Regions from separate parts of the Arabidopsis thaliana genome. Here region 1 is linked to region 2. Evidence: chromatin contacts called from public targeted proximity ligation data. All regions are on one chromosome and are shown on one strand. The core of a region is the stretch at or near the end of the contact, and the rest is flanking DNA. Distances in the headings are between cores, read along the strand shown.

The links.
Region 1: a targeted proximity ligation map of shoot shows a contact between it and region 2, with 17 read pairs. A contact is called at or near these places in 4 of 26 Hi-C or Micro-C datasets (callus, root and seedling), 1 of 2 datasets of targeted methods (shoot) and 1 of 3 other capture datasets (seedling).

The regions. Positions count from the first base shown.
Region 1 is chr1:13,114,407-13,120,250 of TAIR10.1, forward strand. AT1G35560 (TCP family transcription factor) reads right to left here and starts at 2,829. Exons shown (of 1, transcript NM_103253.2): 1 at 1,420-2,829. The coding sequence starts at 2,718. The coding sequence ends at 1,693. It also overlaps the pseudogene AT1G35570.
Region 2 is chr1:13,074,161-13,079,812 of TAIR10.1, forward strand. It overlaps AT1G35516 (myb-like transcription factor family protein), which reads left to right and starts at 4,256. Exons shown (of 2, transcript NM_001333159.1): 1 at 4,256-4,755; 2 at 5,145-5,613. The coding sequence starts at 4,614. The coding sequence ends at 5,221. It overlaps HOS10 (high response to osmotic stress 10), which reads left to right and starts at 3,730. Exons shown (of 3, transcript NM_179418.2): 1 at 3,730-3,898; 2 at 3,978-4,107. The coding sequence starts at 3,766. It overlaps AT1G35510 (O-fucosyltransferase family protein), which reads left to right. Exons shown (of 9, transcript NM_103245.3): 8 at 74-264; 9 at 359-824. The coding sequence ends at 515. It also overlaps the pseudogene AT1G35513.

The DNA of each region.
Region 1 (5,844 bases), core at 1,579-4,078, 39 kb after region 2:
GTTAACAATTCTGTTAGTCAAATTACCAACTTTCAAATTTAGGCTATTTTGAACATGAATTTCGTATAAGGCTATTTTAATCATCAACTAAATGTTGACCCGGCCAAAAAAAACATGATTTTAAAATCTACTAACATAACCACTAACAACTGTTATCAATCGTTAACGCACAACAAAACTAAGACAAAAAAAAATAAAAAGAATACAAATAACCAAAACACATGACTACAGAATAGTTAACGACTGATATCGGCTTTTAGTGGTTCCGTAATCACATTTTAACGTCATGTCAAAATTGGTCTGATCAACGCAATTTCATGTTTAATATGGCAGTCAACATTTAGTTGATATTTAAAATAGCTTACTATGAAATTCCTATATAAAATGGCCATTTTTTTAAAGTTGAATGATTACATGACATTTTTCCCGAAGAGAATGTTGAGAGTGATTTTATTTTTTGTCATCAGATATTATTTAGAGTTCAGATGAACCAAGATTGCGGAAAATTGTTTATATAGGTAATATGTAGCGGTTTGACACGAATTTTTCTTGCCAAATACTCCGCTTTGACATTGGTAATACGAGAGAAAGATAAATAAAAAATATGAAATAGTCAATACACGAATTAATAAAAGACAGAAGTTAGGATAAGTAATATTTTTATATTTGCATGTTAACGTTTTCTAAAATATTACTGATACACGTATTCTAGCAATTGTAATTGGTCAGAATTATGTAACAAGTCTTATGTTAATATGTAACTTGCTAAAGCTTAAGTTAGGAGCATGCTTCTACATCCCATATATGATAGATATATAAATCACAAGTAAAATAAATCATATTCTTTCTTCTTGACATGATAACATATTATTTCTAATATATTTTAAATATATTAAAAATAGTAAATATATAAAAATCCCAATAAACCATCTATTATATACACTTCCGAAATCAAATCCAATATTTTTTTTAAACTATATCAACTAACTTGAAAATATCAATTATCAAAATATATATCCGGGCTAACCCCTAGTCACATTAAAAACGGCATTTCGCCTGATTACCCGTCCAGCCTATTTTTCAAACACATTGGAATTTACTGTGGCATAGGAGTTCTCTCTGACGTGTCCATGTTGCTCCACAAGTGGACAATTTTTTGGTAGATACTACAAAAGTATGATAGACAAAATACGAATTTTAAAAGAGAATTAATATATAAATCTAAAAACCCATTTGTATCCAAACATGTGGTGCTCATGCACCCAATAAAGTTTATCACTACAGTCTACACCATATAATTTTTTATTTATATTCGTTAGCTTTTTACGAACTGCAATCAATTCGAAATATTTGAAATATATGAGCGGTCAAAGAAGGTGTATTCAATTATACCCTTCAACAAAAGAGAAAAGGCATTCTGATAAATATTTAATTTATTCTTTTGTCCATTATGTTACACATAGAGATTCAACTATATTTCCTTTAAGTGACATGCTTTTGCATCGAATAAAAAGAGTTGCAAAACTCGTTAATTATTATGCAACCAAAACAATAAATCCATTTTCTTAAATAACAATTTGGCAATCCCGAAAAGCCAACCCTAAAACCCATATTAACATTGGAGTCCTCAACAAAAGTTGCAATAAATCACACATTCACACTTTTTAAAAACCAAAGAAATCATGAAGTCTTTCAAGGAGAACCATCTATAGTAGGATTTTGGTCTCTAGTAGCATGATCACTCACTTGATGTTGAGGCTTTTGCTCAAGACTCATTCCGAGACCAACCCGACCACCGTCTCCTCCTCCGCCGGAAAATAGCCCCAAATTGTTATTTTCTGCAACACCTAACCCTAACTGTTGACCTCCCACTAACATAGACCCTAGCTGAACCGACCCGATTCGACCCGGGTAATGACCCGGATTAAACGCCCACATGTGCTGTGATGGATCCTGAACGTTAGCCGGACCTCCTCCTCCTCCGACTGGTAACATCCAAAAAGCACTACCTCCGTTTGTGGAGGCTGGCGTTGGCGCTAGTGCCCACATCGGCGGTATCATATTTTGTGTTCTTGACCGGGTCGAACCCGGATCTTGATCAGGAGCTTCGGATCCCGGTTTAGGTGATCTTGAACCGGGTTCTTGATCTAGAAAATTAGGATCTTTAAAAAGATCTTCTTCACGGAATGTTTTGGGAAGAGAAGAAGAAGAAGAATCTGTCGTGATATGATGAGGATGATAAAGCTGTTGCTGGAACCCAAAAACGGCAGCGTTTTGAGCCGCTCTTCCCATGTGGAAAGATTTAGACAGTGGAGCTGAAAGAGTAGAGCCACTGCTTCGAAGAGAGATGTTCAAAGTAGAGATATTCGCCGGTATGGTTCCAGTTCCGGTGGCTGCGATGATAGCTGGCTCCGCTTGTTGGAGCAGCCACTCTATAGTCTCGCCGTCCGATTTGTGTTGTAACTCACGTGTTAGTTGGAAGACACGTGCTGCGCAGATAGCCGGCATACGTATCCTCCGGCCACGTCCGTCTACTTTGATGTGACGGTCCTTGGACGGTCGTTTTGCGGGTGTTTTAGCGGCGGTGACGGTGGTGGTAGTGGAGTTTGGAGCAGTGGTGGTTAATGAGACTGAACCGGAGATTGGTCCCATGGATGGGACCAGATGGGCCGAACCAGTGGTGTTGTTGTTGCTCTGGTTGTTGTTGTGGGACTCCATATTGCTTATAAAATTTATAAATTATGGGGAAAAAAACACACAAGAAAATGGAATAAACAAACAAACAAACTTGTACTGAATTTTTACTTATAACCTATAAATTCTTGGAGTATTTTTTTTTTCTGGTGGGGCTATGAGTTTGTGTTGACTGTTGTTTACTTGTTTGGAGAAAGAGAGAGTGAGAGGAAGAAGATGAAGCAGCTTGTAGAAAAGAGAGAGAGACTTTCACTTTCTTTTTCTTTTGTGTTTTATTTTCATTTGTAGTCCCACTAGGTTTTTGTAGTAGAGAGTAGAGACCAATATTTGCTGTTTCCACACCAAATGATCACTTAACCTTTTTTTGTTTGGTTATTATCACACTTACTATATTGTAGTATAAAAATAATTATGCGCCGAATGTATTGAATTTTGGTCTAACTTTGTGAGACTAAAACTATTTTTAGCAATGGACTATGAAAAGTTTGGAAGTGTTTTACATGATTGAAAAAGGTGTGGATTGTCTAAGATTATAATTTTGGGGCATTTTTGTTGCAATCTTTAGATTGTAGGGATCTATTTGTTGGTTTCCTTATAAAGTTTGGCTTTTAGGTTGGATTTTGCATGGGTGGGAAACGTTGAATGTTCTATGGGGGAAAAGAAAAAAACTAATCACTAATCATAGAGCCAATTTACACCCAATATAATAGTGTTTTAATATTATTTATTTTTTTAATAATTTACTGATAATAACACAAATGTCTCTTTCTTTGATTCTCTATTTTGTCTTTGTTATCCGAATTTGATGAAAGACTTGTTGAGAGATAAGGACCACTGTTTTTATTAACGATGATACTAATAATTGAAGACTATATATAAAGGCTTCAATTCTTTTCCCATCTGCCAAATTAGCACCCACAGACATAGGTTATATATAACTAATCATCTCAACTACAATTTTTCTCAACGAAACCTATACATCTCATTCTAGATGTGAAAACTGTCTAAGAATAGTCCAATTTCAGCCTACTATGTTATATGCACATGTATCAGGGTGTTAACAAAGTATTCGAAATCAAAAAGTTTTAAGGAAAATAATTATGCAAGCGTAGTAAATCAATTAGTTTATTGATATTCACGTTGCTCTTAGTGATTAACCATGTATGTATAATCATATTAGTATTAATGCCTATTAACTGATTTATTGCAATATTTTAATTCATAATTGAATATTTAGACTGTATTATTGTTTCATTTTTTATATCAATTAAATTCCTTTATTAGGTTTTATGTTTTTATCAATCCAAAACCATATAATATATTATATTGCTAGCTATACCATTCGGAATCTTAATTTGGACACGAGCTTGAGCTTTTTGGCTGTTCTTAATGTAAGTTACATGTACGCACCGTGAGCTAAATTATAGATAACAATGAAAGTGAAACCAAACCACTATAAAAAAAACTTTATATTTGAACAGTATATTTTATATAATTTATATATATATATATATATATATATGCAATTATATTTTGAACTGTATATATAATCTCTCTTATTTTTTATTTTCCTGAAAAATAATTGTTGAGACAGATGCACGTGTAAGCATTAGCAGTGAAAGAAAACAGTAAAACAGTCAGAGATAGTTGAAGAAGTACAAGAAGCGAGTGATAAAAAAACGTGATGTTTGGTCTGAAACTCTGGATCCTCCCACGGTCCATTGTCTTGTCTCTGTTCTCTCCAAAAAGTGAAAATGTTCATTTACAAGACCATATAGTATGTAGCCTTGTTCAAGATTCTGTTAGAGCACCTTCATTGGATGGAGACTCATTGAGTATCTAAGAAATAAACTATTAATATTTTTTTATATACATTTATTTTTAAATAAATTATTTTAATTGCTTAAAAAAGTATAAAAGTATCAACCAATTAATGTTTTAAATGTGTAGGCAAGACGTTAAAAATAAAATAAAATGGTGAGAGAGTGAAAGTGTTAATCACTCTTCGACCATATATATCTCTAAAATGGTGCTTTTAAATTGTTTTAGAATCATCTACTGCCTAAAAAGCCCATGCTTTACAGGTTTTAGCTTTGGGTTGGTCTTGTGTGTAGGTATGATCTCATGAGTTCTCATCCAAAAAACAATTCTACTCTCTTTCATTCCCTTTAATTTCACTCATCCCATTTTACATTTCTTGTAAAAAGTTTCCTCAACCTTTCACTTCTCTTTGATACCACCTAGATACATAGAATCTCGTATTTCTATAATCTTGTGATATACATCGTACTTTTTTTTTTTTTTTTTTTAATGTAATGTTAAATTAAATCCAAAAAAAAAATAGCGTTTTTACATCTATGTGCAACATTTTGTTGAAAAAACTGGAGCAAAAACTAGAATACAATCTAAAAATTGTTTCTCATTCTCTCATCGCAAACCAAGCTTGTAAGCCCTTGTCATATCTCTTATCTCCACTTGCTTTGATCGAACAAAGCTGGTTCCGAGTTTGTTTGTCTATTCATTTGATTAAAAGAGCTGCTGAGTTTGGTTTCTCTCCATGATTCCTTCCGTTCCTTTCGCGCCAAATGGTGTGTACCGTGGCTTGAAAGAGATATCGCGCAAAGAAACTGTCAAGCGGTGTCATCCAAGAGCCGGAGATGGCTTGTATCAGGTCTTGCCAATGTGTAGAAAATCTGTCTCCATAGATTCCTCTTGCTAAGTTACTCCAAACTATCGAAGCAAAGTCACAGGAGAAGAAGAGATGATCCCGGGTTTCGGGAGCGTTGTGACATAGCACACAAGCGGCTGACTGACCTCCATTCCAATGAGTCATTCTGTCTCCTGTTGAGAGTCGGTTAAGAACTGCTAACCAAACACAAAAAGAGTACTTTGGCGTGGAATGACCAAACCAAACACCCTTATACCAATCAACGTCCATGGATATGGTCCGCATATGATTCAAGGTCTCTTTAGTCAAGAACTGTGGCTTATATACGTCATTTTTACCTTTCCAAAGAACAATGTCCTCATCCTCTGTTCTATCGTTTCTTTGTTGTAAGAGAGCTGTTTCTATGGCCTGAAGGTGAGTAGATCTGTGTCGTCTTTGTCTATAGCCTTCCCAAGCCTCTGCTACTGTTTTATGCTTACTTA
Region 2 (5,652 bases), core at 3,006-5,505:
GGAATAGAAAGATTTTGACCATTATATAATATTCTAGTTCACTAAACAAATTGCTGTATTTGTGAAACTGTAGGGACACTCATCAAGATTGGCAGCACTTGATTACACAGTATGCCTCCACAGTGAAGTGTTTGTATCCACTCAAGGTGGAAACTTCCCACATTTCTTGATAGGTCACCGTCGCTACCTTTACAAAGGCCACGCTGAGACAATCAAACCCGATAAGCGGAAACTAGTCCAGCTCTTAGATAAACCGAGCATTAGGTACTTGATTTCTTTATAACTCTTGACATCAAGCTCTTAGATTCCTCTGCCTCTAAAGCATTTTCTTCGGTTTGGACGTTTTTTTTTTTTGTAGATGGGACTACTTCAAGAAACAAATGCAAGATATGCTTAGACACAATGATGCAAAGGGAGTCGAATTAAGGAAACCCGCTGCATCACTCTACACGTTCCCCATGCCCGACTGCATGTGTAAAGAACCCGATCCGGAACCTGAAACCGATCCAGCTTAAACCGGATTCCTGCTGTTCAGTGTTAATTATTGTTTATGACTTCAACCATACATGTAACTTATCTATATATATGTTGTATCATGAGTCCTGTATAAGCATTTTTCCCCTTCAAAAGTTGGGGGAATCTAAGATTAGTATTTTTTTATTGATACGAATTTTTGTGTGTACATAACATTCTTTCAACATTAGTGACCATTCTCCCTTCTGTCCCATTGTACTATACTACTATGCACATTTTGGTCTCTTTTGATAATCTATGCAATGGCTATTGGACAATTGTTTCATTCTAATCTGTAGTTTTTTTTTTTTTTTCAGAACTCAGTTACTTCATATAAGATGCAAATAATATATATGTTTACATATTCTTATTAGAAAATTCTTACAGTCAGAATTATTAAAGAAATTTTCATAGGGTATGGGAAACTTTAGGATTTTAGTCTTATTTTGGTGTTTTGACTGTATAGTTGTATTTGCACATACCCCAAAATACAACTGTTTTAGCAAGAATTTGTTTTGAGTATTCTTTTTAGCAAATTACATCTTTGTTTTTGTTTTGTAAAAATGGACAAGTGTTCTTACCACTTTTAAACCCTTAATCTGTTTTATAGTAGCTGTGTTTCATAGTAAAGTAAAAGTATTGCGAAAGTATATGGAGAGTGTAATTAAATTAAACAAAGAAAGAACAAAAAAAATATTTTTCTTTTCTCGAAGAAAAAAATCTTCTCGAAAAGGAAAACAAAAAGAAAGATAGTGCCAAAAAGGCAGGTAGGATACAATTTGGATCTTGTTTCAGTGTTTCTCCACCACTCATTTTCCTTCTAGAAGATTAAAACAACCCAAAAATAACTAGTAATAAAATAACTCATTCATATCACTTGTAAGTTGTAACAAAAAAACAAATCCATCAAAATAATATCCCCACCAAACCCTTTCTCTTAGTAGTATAAAATCTAAGACCATGTTCATTGGAAGGGCCTTAACAGTTTCTTAAGGGAAATCCTCAAATAATTTTAACAAAAAATAAATAAAAATTGTGATTAAAGCTTAGACCATCTTCATTGGTGGTTTCTCACTGAGAAATTCTAAATAAAAATAAATCAAAAACATTAAAATAATAATTTTTTAATCAATTTTGTTCAGGATCGTTTATGAAATGAGAAACTTAGAGAAACTTTCTCTCTCTTCCACATGTCACCTTGTTATTAATTTCTTTTCTTTGTTATAAATACAATCATCTATACTTTATAACATCAATTAAATACTTTATATGTCTGTTATTTTTTTTTATTTTTTTTACTTTTAAAATTCATAAAATTAAATTATCTATATAACAAGCTCTATTATGTATATGTTTAAATTATGTACTAATATTATTTAATTGGTGTTAGTTATAAATACAATAGTTTTTTAATTACAAAACAAACATTTAAAATTTTCTATTTTTATTTTGCAATATTTTCAGATTAATGTAAAATTGTGATTTCAGATATATGTATTTAAAATTTAATCATCAATAAATCTTTTAATTTCTACTTATCTTACATAAGTGGTAATCCATTACCAAGTGAAAGACTTAATTTTTATTATGGTTTTATATGTAAAGTAATGTTTAATTATGGTTTTAAAAATAATAAAACTACTTAATAATATAATTTGTAAAAATAATAATTGATATATTTAAAAATATTGTAGAGATATTAAATTTAATATATGAAAAATATAATAATATTTTAATATTAATAAGATACCTATAAGAGTATCTCACCAATGGAAGCACAATTTTAGTATAAGTTTCTCTACTTAAATTAAATATAAAAATATTAATAATATATTATGAGGTATTGATGTAGTATCTCACCAGTGGAGATGCTCTTAGGTTCGCACCTAATTTTAGAGTTTATTCTGATCTCAAGGGGCGCATACGTGGCCATATATTATTGGCTCTGTGTTTGACAAAACAATTTTTTTTCTCGCTTTTGGCCTTGTTTATTTTTTCATTTCACGATTAATTTTCTTTCTCTTCTCTTGTAAACTCCGGAGGCCGATCGTACGATTGGTGATTATCATCATCACGCGTCGTCTCTTAATAAGATAGTTTAGAGATTGTGTTCGTATCGATTCTTAAAACAGTTTTATAAGTTTCGTTTAACTGATGTTTCGGGCTCGTGGAATTAGGTTGTGCTTGCTCGTAACAGCAGGATAATTTACTGATACCGACATTGATCCCATTGCTTGGCTAGCACAGTTATAGGTGTGTTTTGTGTCTGGATATTATTTAGTAGTTAATTTTTAGATTAAACCAATGTTTCAATTTAGATATCACTAAATTTTTGTGTGATAACAAGTGATGTTGATAAAGATATGTGCACCTTCGTTTTTTGTTTCTAATAAATATGTTTGCAAACAGCCTGAGAGACTTTTTCAAAGGAATCGATTAGGTGTCTGTAGTGAAGCTTTGGCTGCAACTAGGCCTAGAGCTGCTTCAAGGGGTCGTGATATGGAGATAGAGCGTGACTTACTAACCAGGTCAATTTTTACTTGAAAGTGCTTTGAACAATTATAGAATCCATTTCATTGAAATTTCCTGATATGCATACTGATGTGATTTGCTAAACTGTTGCAGTCAGTTCTCTATTGTACGAGAGAATACAAGAGAAAAGTTAAACGTAAGTTCAATCTTGATGTTCTGCAGTTTCTGCTTTGCAGGGTATATGTGACAGGGTGGTTGTTAAGCCCCAAAAACTGTGAGGAAGCTTGCAAGAGTGCAACATCTATATTCTCAATTGGCAGGGAAACTCACGAAGGAAGATGATGAGGTTATATAATACTATTGGAATAGTTTTTACATTTCCAAGCTCTTTTTTTTCTTCGAATTAGCTTTAACCCTTTGTCAAATAAATAAATTAGCATATTTTGTCAAGTAAATATTTATCATATTTATTTTTTTAAGAAACCCACTTAAGGATTCACTAATGGACTAGAAAAAAGTTTAGGATTCAACAAGAACTTTAATTTCAAAAAAATTCAAAATTTATTAGTATAAAAATGTAAGGATTCCATTATTAGGACTCCTTAATGGACATGCTCTAAGGAAAGAAAGAAAAAGAAGGTAACCTACCAAATCTTTTTCACCCACAAAATACAAGATACATACACCAACTTGGTCAAAGTCACTTCCTTTTTATAACACCTCTCTTTAGATCCTAGTCTCACTCTTCTTGTCTCATCACCCACACATGTAACCATCATCATGGGAAGATCACCATGTTGTGAAAAGGCTCACATGAACAAAGGAGCATGGACTAAAGAAGAAGATCAACGTCTTATTGATTATATACGTAATCATGGTGAAGGCTCTTGGCGTTCTCTTCCTAAATCCGTTGGTAAATTTCTCCAAAGTTTTGATTTTTTTTCTTTCAAATTTTTATGTTTCTTGATCTGATGATTTTATCTTTTCTTTAGGGTTGTTGCGTTGTGGAAAAAGTTGTAGATTAAGATGGATTAATTACCTTCGTCCTGATCTTAAACGTGGAAATTTCACTGATGGTGAAGAGCAAATCATTGTCAAACTTCATAGTTTATTTGGCAACAAGTAATTTCCTTTCTCTTAATTATGATTTATGAACAAACCAGTTTTACTGTAAAAAAGTAAAACCAATGGTTAAACCGTGAAAGACTAAAAAAAATGAAGAATCGGGTTTTGGTCATTAGTCCGAACCGGTTCACTGGTTTAATCAGATTTTAAACCGGGTGTTGTGAGTCTTTTTAATACCGGTTTTTGGTGATAACTCAAATCGGATAGCTATTCGATTCACAGTCAAACTGGTTCAACCGGTTTGAAAACACTGGAGAAAACTAATCAAATGGTTTTCTCTTCAGTTTATAAAAATGAATAAATGTACAATTTGGTTTATATACAAGCAGATCCAGTATTGAGAAGATAGCATTCTATGCGTTTTGAATGGAAAAGAAGGTTTTGTAGGCTTCTCTCTCTCTTCTCTCATTTGCATCTTTTAGAGAGAGAAAGCATCTGATCTTCTTTTTCCGGCAACAATAGCTTCTTTAGTGTTTGTTGGCCAGTTCTCTGTCCAGAATCTTATGGCTTTTCCAGCATGGATGTCTGGCTTTTGTCCGGCGATGTTTAGGGCAACGTTTGATTGTCGTGGTTCTTCTGACACTGTTCGGTTCTTTACGACGATGGTCGGTTTGCGTTTGGCTTCCATTGGCTTCTTTAGCGGCGGTAGGCTAGCTAAGGTCTAGAGTTTCACCGCCTATCTTCGGTGTTTCGTCTACCTTTTGGCCGGATTGATTCCGGTTTAGATTTATGTTTTCTTCTCTCGATTTCTTTATATTCAGTTTGATTGAGCTCTTTTGCGTTTCATTGTTAGATCTGGCATATAATTCCTTGAACCTCCTTTGTTTAAAGGGATTAATTTGTTTTCCACGCTTATCGATTTCATTTTTTGAGAACAAATTAAGATGCGGATTAAGGTTTTTTATGCTTATGGGTTGAAACTATTGCAATTGTGGCTGTTTCTCTAACTGATCTATGGAGACGAGTGCTTTTTTGTTCTTTTTTAAGGTGTTGCTGAAAGCTCCATCGGCTTACTCTACGTCGATGTTCTTTAGATTTCAGGAATCAATTGCCTTTGGGAGATCTTTCCTTTCCAAATTTGCTAATGAAGTTTGGTGGATTCTCTAATTAAAAATCAATGGACTTCTCTTGAAGCTCCGGCGGTTTCCGGTGGTTTTAGAGTTCCCTGAGTTGCTAACCAGAACGGTGGTGAATGGCGACAACTAAGGCTTCTTCAGTCAACGTGTTTCAACTTTGTTTGTTAACATCACACGTGGCTTTGTGGTGGAAGGGAATCTTTAATTTACTTCCTCTAAAGGTTTTGTTTCCTGGTTTGGGCTTTCTTTATGGGCCTCTGCTTATAAGTTAGACTTGTTGGTTTTTTATGTAATATGGATGACTATATTTTAGTTGATCCAATGTTGTAAGGTTTAATATGTGTCAAGATTTGTAAGTGGAAGGTTCCACAGTTGTATCTTTACAACATAAGGTTTTAAATAAAGTGCAACACTTATGAGAAAAAAATAATAAAAATACAAGCAGATCCAATTTGACAAAACCAAA